2 separate regions of the Anas platyrhynchos genome follow, and region 2 is linked to region 1. Evidence: chromatin contacts called from public Hi-C data. All regions are on one chromosome and are shown on one strand. The core of a region is the stretch at or near the end of the contact, and the rest is flanking DNA. Distances in the headings are between cores, read along the strand shown. Region 1 overlaps NSMCE2 (NSE2 (MMS21) homolog, SMC5-SMC6 complex SUMO ligase). Region 2 overlaps NSMCE2 (NSE2 (MMS21) homolog, SMC5-SMC6 complex SUMO ligase).

Region 1 (4,992 bases), core at 1,665-4,164:
CAGAAAAGCAGAATTTCTTTCCATCTTAAATTTTACGCCGTGAAATTTACTGGAGATCTTCTTCACACTGCCCTGAGCTTGTTAAATAAATTGACCTGAAGAGAGCTAGAGAAATGCTGAAGGATTGCAAAACCCATCTTTAAGGTTTGTGGACCTCGGGCTGGATGCCAGAGCCCAGAGCTAAGTGCCTTGGCTCCCCCAAGGAGGGTTAGGGTACGTCTACGTGAACGACTTTGTTTAGTGAGGGATCTATTCTGTCAGCAGAATGTCAATCACAGGATTGCGTAAGATGGCTAAAAGCATGCCAAGTATAAAGTAACACAAAAGAAGAGAATTAAGAGCTTTAGCTGTAAGACTGAGCACACGTTTTATGTGGATGGAGGGGAAGCAGACCATGGCTCTAATCTGTGGTTTGGGGAATTGCAGGCACTCAAACAATTACTGATGTCTGGGAGCTGAAGTGGTAATTGTGTGTATGGTCTCTTGGGGTAACCTGTGGTACGCAGCCTCTCAGTCACCATTAGCATGAAATTGAAGTCAAACATCTTTGGTAGCATTTACACTTACTCTAAAACGGGCTAGGAGTGTTCAGATGCTGTCACAACTGAGGGAGGAGTGGTTTAAGCTGTCACCTTTCCGCTGTTACCAGCTCTCATCTGAGACACACCACCCGACTTGACAAGTGAGGATGGGTTTATCACATCGTAGCATCTCGAGTATGGATGCAGGTTTGTTGTGTTACCGGACCTGCCGTGAGCGATTGCAGGATTAAAGGCAAAGTTACTTAACAGGTGTGCCGGCAGCCACCAAAAATACCTCACGAGGGAGAGAAGTCACCCAGCAACTGCAAGTGGAGCAATGGTGGGAGTGCTTGTTTGGTAGGAGAGCGCCGTGTCTGCAGCACGTGCCCAGCAATGCAAACAAATCCACACGTAAGACAAGTCACTCACGGGCTGTTAAATGTGAAGATGACACTTTTGGTTCCTTTGGATCCTCCAAATACCTCTGCCCAGATTGCTGGTGGTGAGGCAAGGATACCAAGAAACATCGCTGTAGGCTTCCCGGGCCTCGTGCCTTCTGTAGGGATTTGCTATTATTCATCAGCAGACTCCGACGGCTGGATGGGACGGGCCTTAAGTCTGACATCATGGACTTGCTCATGTGCTTGTAGGCAACCCCTTGGCTTTCGGCTAGTCTGCAGAGGGCACTCTTCAGCCCTTTGGCTGAAGCAAAGCTTGCACGGTGTGCGGCAGGAGTGTGAGGGGGCAGGCAAGACCACAAGCAAGAGGGTGCGTGACTGTGCACTCCGGTGGTTAACAAGGAACAAGGAGGTGGGTTCTCTGCATCTCCATTGCCGCTTTCTCTTCTGCCACTTGGATGGAGCTGCACCTCATTTCGAGAGCCAAAAAGGTCACAAGACAAAGCCCTGCTCCTCCTTACTGCGGCTGGGGCAGCTCTGGGCAAGGCAGAGCTTCAGATCTCCGGAGAACCTGGGAGGGACTTACCAGATTTAGATGCCTTCAGGGTTAGGAAGCCACTGAACGGGATTTTTCATCATTTTGGACTTCATTGTCTGTAGTTTGCTTCATTCAGTTCTTTGGATTTGGCCCAGACTTCAGTATTTTCTCGCACTCCCTATCTGAGAGTTTATGGGTCAGCTCAAGACTTGATGAAATCAAAAGAAGCCTTTCCAGGAAGGCTTTCCAGGTTCGTAAGGATCTATCTATAAACTTCCAGTATAAACTAAGTAGCTAGTTTACAATCAGATAGGAACACAGGAAAAATAAAGCCCTGCGTATCGCAGCACGGAAGACTACGCAGAAAAGCAGAAGAGAGACTTCTTTGAGGGGAAAAATGTAAAAGCTGCCTGATTGCTTTATCAGCCTCTGCAGTAAAAATAGTAATTACTGCAATTTAAGACTAATGAATAAATCACCGTATTAAAATGTGAACAAAAAAGTTTAACAAGTAATCATATGTAATCGTTTGGCAGCTCTGTTATTAGTGTGGGCAAAGAAAGGTATTCACCTAACCTTTGCTGTAGCATCCATTGTGTTTTTCCCCCCCCACAAGAAGGATAAGATGGTCTACATGGTCTGCATGTCTTCACCTAAGGAAACACCACTGTGCAGACAGCTCCACTGAAATTGTGTGGCTTTTGTCACATCTGTGACACGGCTGTGTCACGGACAGATATTTTCCAGCTCCGTCGTGTGCTCTTTACCACTTCCCTCATTTTACCCAACTGCTCCCCAGCCTGAATCAGCATCCTTCCTGGTTTTTCTGCAGCTGCTTTCCCTTTTCGCATGACGCCACAAAGGCTCCCGACCTTCCTCCCTACAGTGCTCCTCTTCGCCTTGCCTCCCCGCCTCTCCTCGCAGTGTCACAGGACACGTTGCCCGTGATTGATGTGTTTAGTTTCACTGGGGAGGCCTTCATCAGTCTTGTTTTGCCCTGGAAAAAAAAAACAATATCGGCGACGTAATTGCCTTGAAACTGCTTCATTTGCATTTGCTTTTGACTGCACAGCTGCTGATACGCCGGTGTGCTCCCAGGTCAGCTGTGTGCACAGCACAAGCCGTAATTTGGAGGAAAGTGGTGGTTATTGACCACTAACAGTACCGCTGGTGCTGTGCTAGCCATTGCTTTACATTTTTGTTCGAGTTGGAAAAACTGGTAGCCGAGTGAGTCATGAAACCCGCTGTAGCAAAATTCGGTTGTAAATGAAAGAGGAACATTTCCATATTCTTCATCTGGCTTAATTCCTCTGCCTAATGGCTGTGTATATACCATAAACATTGTGAAGGAGCAACCATGGAAACACTTGTTTTCTTGCATTGCTAAATTTACTCTGGGTTGAATATTAACACAGCGCCTGGCATTACTTTAAAAGCAAAAATAGCTAAAGCGTGACTCACTGTGAGTCATTTACTGCTCGTCCTGCTATACTGCCTAGAGCTTGACATTGAACAAGTTGGCAGCCTGCGTTGCTACATTTTTTTTCTAGGAACTTTGAACACATTTCATTCTTGTGAATTCTCTTGTGCAACAATATTAAACACAGCAATGTGTTTATTTTGCTTCCAAAGTCGAATGAATCAGAAAATGGTGAAACAAAGAGTATTTTTCTTGGAGATTCTGGAAGAGCTGGGTTCTGAGAATTATTTTTTAGCTGCAATAACAAAGTGATTGCATGGATGTTAAAAGTTAATTACACTTTATCCAGATTATATAGCGTATATTTTAAACATTTTAACATTTTCTTTTTTTTATTATTATTTACATTTTCAGCAGAGGCATGCGTGGAATCGGAGTACGGAGCCTGTAGTTGAGAACGTTTTCTCTTTGCTTGGCAAAGGATTTCAGATGGGAAGTCAGACAGCTCTACGGGGCAGACAAAATGAGGCAACTGTGTTCCTATTGGCCTGGGTATTTCAAAGGCACACCCTAAATATGGTACTTGGTATCCGACAGCGAGTAGCTCGCTGGCCGACTGTGGGAATGCCTCTGAAAGATCACCTGATTTCGGTCAGATGGGAAGGGGTAATGAGAGAGGGCTGAAACCAAAAGCAGCGTGCTGAGGCAACCATGTGATGATAGCCTGAAATACACTGGCAGGGCCAAATATCACTCATCAGTATGCTAAAACTCGGTTTCCAACTAAATGTCATTTCTAACTAAAAGTCACTTCTGAGAACAAAAGATAACAAAACCTTAACGTGCTTTAATATTTTCCATGCTCCTTTTTTACATTTTGAAATTATCACCATGGCTTGTGGAGAGCAAAAAATTCATTGAAGGGAAATGTTATGCTATCAGCATGCAACCATCTGCCTGTGTTTAAAGGATTTACCAGAAAACAAATTAAAATACCAATAAAGTAAGTTCAAAACATCTGGGCACAGTTAAGAAGTTTGTTATCTATCTCTTCCTTGAACTTCAGATGATGAGAATAGAGACTGGATGGTGTGTTCATCCCTATGTTTAATAATACATGCTGTTGCAGGATCTTTATAAACTAAAGAGTTTTCTCTTTCTAATCTGTTAGAAAACCAACCTCAGAAATTTGATTGCAGTGGTTTCTCTATAAAAAGTCTTGTTTTGATGACTGAAGAGAGAAGCAAGAATTATTTATTAAGCTTAACAGTAGCATCCTATGCATTGTCCTGATGTGCTCTGTTCTATAATATTTTAACACAGATTTATGAATAAAGGTACACACATCACTGCGCTGAAGAGAATTCTTCTCTTCGAGACTTGAAATTGTTCAGTAAATTTAACTAAAATAAGGCTCAAGTCATTTTTCTATAGGTTTTCCTGACTAACAGTCATACCAAAAGTGATGCTGTGTAATTTTCCTAGATTAAAAAAATGACTGTGTTATAGCAAACAGTGTAAAGTGGGACATGGTTCTGATGTTTTTCTGTGTTACCTCTTTGACAGTGACCCCCAAATCACTGCTATTAAAATGGTTTCAGTAGTTACTCATGGTAGATGCTCTTTAGCAATCTCTTCAAAGCCACTGAGGCTGTACCTCAGCCACACCTCCAGACATGTTATGCAGAATATAGACATGAGAATTTATGTTAAGAGTAAGACTGTGCCTTTTAAAAGACAGCTCTGTGTAGGAGGCTTTTCTGCTCTGAGGATCATCAGGAAGATTGGAGCTGCCTAAGGCATGATATCTCTTGGGCATCTCCTTACACGCCGTGTAAGTGATGTTTCTGTTAAGCTGCAGCAAATCATTCCCCTCACTGTGCGTGTGCTTCTGTGTACACCTTCACACTTATCAGCACGGAGAGGAAGGGCAGGGCAGTGACGTGGAGTCTTGCTCTTTAGGACATACCAGAAGATGATGCGCTGAGCTCCAGGTTAAACTCACAGGAGCAAGGTAGTCTATCACCAAACGTGAACTTTATTACCGAGTGCTAACTATTTTCCATAAAATGCCTAAGAAACACACTACTGAATTGAAACTGGCATCTTGTTACA
Region 2 (4,992 bases), core at 815-3,314, 60 kb before region 1:
TATGTAGTCCCCTAGTATATTTAAGTCCATTTTGTTCTAGTCCTCTATAGACTTATGAAAAGAAAATGCGAGTATTAAATATTCAGGTCGGGCATTGCTCATTTGTGAATATATATGATCTCTACCAAAGTAAGGCAATAGTGTTCAGGGTTTCTGTTAAGCTCTGTCGATTTAGGTAAAGGATAATTTTAACGTGTCTGAACCTGAAAACCTCTTGTTTCTCAAATAACTTTGATATCCATGAGGTTACATTGACGATTAAGACTTGCCTGTTCATGGAGAATTTGCAGACTTTTAACATGGAGCATCTTTGTGGCGCTGTGTTGTGAGCATGTGCTGGCAAATTGACAGAGTGAAATAGGATTTCTGAGGGACTGAGGATCTGAGCTAGAGATGAAAACTGGTTTCACCAAACTGAATGTGAAAGGGAAACAATTAATTTAAAAGTTTATTTTATTTAACAATATAAAATGAAAGACTTGTTTTACGTCCATCCCAGTCATCCTGCTGTTTATCTTTAGGTACTGACATTGTCTAAAGGTCACACTATTTTTTTGGTCCGTTTTGTTTTCCAAAATAGCATTGTGGTACACGGACACTTTAAAATGTCACTACAGAAAAGGCCACGTAAGCAGCAAAACAGAGTGTGTAGAGATGGTTTCAGTGTGTCCTCTCTGCGCTCAAAATACTCTTGGGCGTTCTGTGGCCCAGTGCAGTGGAACACTGAAGGAAAGGATACATTTACATGTAAGTTCTGGAGTGATCGCCAACTTTAAGAGTGATCTGTGTATTTTAAAGGTTAAATGCATTCTCATATCCTTTGCTGGATTGGAGTCCTAATAGATACAGGAATTTGAAGGTGACACTGTTAGAAATGAGTTACAAGTGCGAGTAAAATCATCAAGTTTTACTGTAATTTCTGTCTTTTGAAATTCAGCCTCAGTCTTCTTGAGCTTTTGTAGTGTGACTGGAAAAAGCATTCACTGTCAGTACTTGTTTGGCAATTTCTCTCAGCTGTGACTTTCCTAGTATTGATCTTTAAGTCCCCTGTTAACACCTCTGCACACCGAGGAGCAGCTATTTGCACGGCTTACCTAACTCAGCATCTTGCTGTAGTTAGAAGGCACTGCTGGATATCCACGCAAAGCACTTGAAGGATAAGTCTTTTTCCTCTTTCTGTGTTGCTATAACCTGCCAGATGTATGGACTGATGTGCTGCTGATGCTATGCGTATGCCATAACAAAGCAGCCATCCCTTCCCAGCTCTGCTTGGCAGATTGGGATATGAATTCTGCCAGCTTGCTGAGGACGGCGGTTTCATCTGGCTGCTCAAATGCAGAACTTTCTCAAGAATCTGGGGCTGTGAAGGACACAGCTGTAGATGTTGGAGGAAAGAAGACTAATTCATGGTCACCTCCTGGCCTCCAGCCCAGCACTTTGCTCTTTAAAGGGGTAATTGCTTTTGTCTCTGGTCTGGAGCCAAAGCCATGTGGGACTGGGAAGAATGGCTGAAGCAAATTGGGAAATAATTGGAGGGACTGGAGAGGATGCTAGCTAGAGACAAGATGCTAAGAAATTCTTAGAATAAATTGTCTAAAAGTTGTTATAAAGCATTAGCACGTGGTGTTTTGCTTGATGATTTGAACAGGTTTTCACATAGACAGCAAGGTGCTTCCCTGACGTCTGGGACTTTCTCCCAGCTACATGCTGCATGCCCACTAAAATGCAGAGGCCATGGAGTACAGAACAGGTGGGTGGGAAGCAGGCATCCACCTGAGGTCTAATCTTTCTTAGGGGGGAAAAAATGAGCTTTTTTTTTTTCTCCTCAAAAACTTGCCCTAAAATCTCACCATCAGTGTATCTTTGGCTGCTTGCCGTTGGTGTAGCATAGCAGGAATCTTCCTGTTGCAATTCCCCTACGTGAGAGCTCCTCGCCCACACCCCATCCGCTTTCTTTCTCCACTCTCTGAAGGATTTCTCTGCGCACTGCTCCGGACAGGGCAGGCCTGTGGCTCTTCCGGAGCATTAGTGATACAATTTTGTGGCATGTGCCCCAGATTAAGAGCCCTTTACGGCTCTGGCTCTTCCTGCTTGTCTGCTCTTGTTTCCTATTGCATAACCTGTTCCCTCTGCCGGAGCAGCTTCCTTCAGCCCTGGCTGCTCATCCCACTCGTCTGATTCCCCTTGCCCTAGAGCTGTCTCTGCACTTTTCAGTGCTGTGCTGCACCTCACACGAGTGACGTCCTTCCCTTTACTGCTTTCTATTCGCTAAATTCCTTGGGATCCTCTTGGGTTGTGATGCCTGCTGAATACCAGCCAAGGAGTAGTCGGTGATGTCGGATCTTTTAAACGTGGGTTTAGCTCTGTGAGACTGCCCACAGCACTTGGGTTTCTCTCACTGCTTTCTGACAGTGGTGTTACACGGGAATCACTCTGAACATTGCTGACCCTTGTTGGCATAGGGAATATAGACGTGTAGGTCAGCCTGGTATTAAGAAATTGTTGGCAGCCTTTTAATAGACAGTTGATTCACGAGGTTCTACGGAACATCCACTATTTTTACATGCAGTGGCTTGCTGAAGACGTTGTGGTAACCTATAACGAACAAAAAGACCTGAAGCCCAGAAGTTCATTCATCGCTGAGAGCAGGGATCCTTTCTGTGGAAGTTCCTCTGTCACTGACCTAAAGCTCTCCTGGCTGGAATGGTGCAAACACCAGCATGAGGATGGAATCCCTCCTTGTGTTTCACTGTATAATGGTTTGGTTCATTTGTTTCCTTTGTCCTTTTTTTTTTTTTTTTTTTTTTTCCCTAGTTTATTTTGCAATGAAATTGCAAATGCAGGCATCCTGCAGTGCCATAACAGGAATCTTAACCTTGGAGAAGGTCTTGGGTGTGAAGTGACCACGATGTCGTTGTTCTGAGATCCAGAAATGCTCCTGCTGATACCTGTGCTCATAAAATTGTCATTCTCTGTTAGTTTCCATGATGTTAGAGATCACTGCACTTCATAAAAATAATCAGAGCATAAGGTACTTGTCCTGAGAACAGGCTACAGTCTATCAGCTGGAATGACACTTCGCAATCTGCTTGATAAAGAGGTTGGATGAAGATCTGCTGCGTGAGGAAATGAGCAGGACTAAACTTTGACTTGTTATCCTGGCTGTCCTTGGCCAGGGAAGATAAGCTGTGATAAGATTTTTTCTTGCACATCCTACCTTCCTCTGCGTTTGAGTTGTGGTTTGGTCAGGCTGCTGCCTACCTGCAGGATTAGTGGCCTTGTAATGGACAAAACTGGAGGCTGTGCTGTAGGGACCGTGCATGAGGAACCAGATTTTGTTTTCTCCCTATGTGCCTATAGATCTGGGAAGGAAATAACAAACAATTTTACGTACTGTGAAGGGATAGTGTTAGAACTGAGCAATCCATTACCTTTTTATGGACATGAGGGAACGATTTTACCTGGATTTGAAATGCCCAAGAGTGTGTCTCTTAGAATTTACTTTTCTTTAGGTTGGAGTAAATTCCAAGGAAGGGCTGTGGGATTTTTATTTTTTCTTGGTTAAGTGTAGACTGTCAAAGTCTGTCCTGGAGATTAATAGCTTTTCATGGACACTTGGTATACAAAAAAGTTTCCTAGGTATTGCGAGAAGGTATGGTAGAAAACGAAGTGAGACCAGTGATCCATTAAGTTCAGTAACCCTTCACCATGAGCCTCTACCAGGTGCTTTGCTGGAAGCTGCAAGAATTCCCCCACTGTACAAAGCTGTTCACAGGGGGAGTTTCGTTCTGATCCCAGGCATTTATCTTCCAGAAGCTGTTTGTTAACTGCTCTGCTTTGTTGCTGCACCAATGTCAGCAGTACTAATTGGTGCTAAGCACAAAATCGGTGTGGGCACCAGAATTACTTCTTTTCTCTCGGGAAGGCTCTTTTCCTCTTGTTTAAAGCAAACTTGTATTTCCAGGGTATTTGAGATAAAAATGCTTTGGATTCCCTTTCTCAAGAACATGGTGTTGTTTTTCTTTCCTTCAGATCCTTCTCTGAAGCTTCATTCTTTCAGGATTTTTTTTTGTTTGTTTGTTTTTGTTTTTATAGTAACTTATGCTTGTGTCCTGTATTACATTGTGCTTCTTGGATTGTTTTTCAGGTATGTAACCTTTCAATTAACAGTAAGGAAGATATGTTTTCCTAAAGTAGGTAGGTGAATGGTATCACCCATTAAAGTATTTCTTCAAGTAATTTCATTGTTTTGAAGCAGAAAGGATGCTTTGGTGTTTGTGAAATGCTTTTCCAAAGACAAAAAATTCCATTTGGGATGTTATACTCTTCAATCAATACCACAATTTTGAGAAGAGAGGGTTGGATTCTTTTTTTCTGACTTACACTTGTGCCTCAGTGATTACAGTGGAAGAACTTCTTACGGCATTCATAGCCAGCACTGGCGAGCCCATTGCTGGAATACAGCTTGGTTTTGAAGGTTCTTCAAAGAAGCTGTCTGAAAAATGTCAATTTGGAAACATGCCTCGTTTCAAAATCTGGAAACCGTGACTTGTAATGAAAGATTTGAGCTCCTTTGTATTTATCCAAAAACCACCCTGCCCGTAGTCTGTAATCTTCCCTAGTGGGAAGAAGCAAAGAGGTGGGCTTGTTGCTATTTCCTAGCTGGAATTCTGACTGCAAAAAGAACACGGTGCGGTGAGGGGAAAGCAGCTATGTTAGGCAACATGCTTTTTGTCCCGTTGCCTCTCTTTTCATTTTGGGTACTCAGCTGAATGCATCCAAGTGTCTTTGTTCCTCAGCTTTTGCAGTCCTTGAAGGAAAAGGAAGCCCATTAGGTGGCAGCAGAGGCTTGCCTGCAGCTCGTGGAGTTCCTCATTCACCTGCTGTGGTCAGCTGCGGCACTGCAGCAACTCATTCCTCGAATGGATTTCGAGGTGTTGGTGCTGTAGCATCGTGCCCTTGTATTTAGTAACACGAAAATATAGGTGGAGG

What was found. Hi-C and Micro-C count contacts between places; a contact is called where the count stands out from the background.
Region 2: a Hi-C map of subcutaneous adipose tissue shows a contact between it and region 1, with 1.9 times the contacts expected there. The contact joins two enhancer-like sites. A contact is called at or near these places in 3 of 8 Hi-C or Micro-C datasets (liver, skeletal muscle and subcutaneous adipose tissue).

Annotation. Positions count from the first base shown.
Region 1 is chr2:11,276,538-11,281,529 of IASCAAS_PekinDuck_T2T, reverse strand. The region is part of intron 4 of NSMCE2 (NSE2 (MMS21) homolog, SMC5-SMC6 complex SUMO ligase); the gene reads left to right. Among named protein-coding and RNA genes, the nearest start is that of TRIB1, 65 kb to the right of the region's middle. Within about 2 kb of position 2,914, at least 4 of the 8 cell types and tissues checked have an H3K27ac peak or open chromatin away from gene starts, as enhancers often do. A contact at or near this core is called in subcutaneous adipose tissue, where this site is marked.
Region 2 is chr2:11,336,148-11,341,139 of IASCAAS_PekinDuck_T2T, reverse strand. All of the region lies in intron 2 of NSMCE2 (NSE2 (MMS21) homolog, SMC5-SMC6 complex SUMO ligase), which reads left to right. Among named protein-coding and RNA genes, the nearest start is that of WASHC5, 11 kb to the left of the region's middle. Within about 2 kb of position 2,064, at least 5 of the 8 cell types and tissues checked have an H3K27ac peak or open chromatin away from gene starts, as enhancers often do. A contact at or near this core is called in subcutaneous adipose tissue, where this site is marked.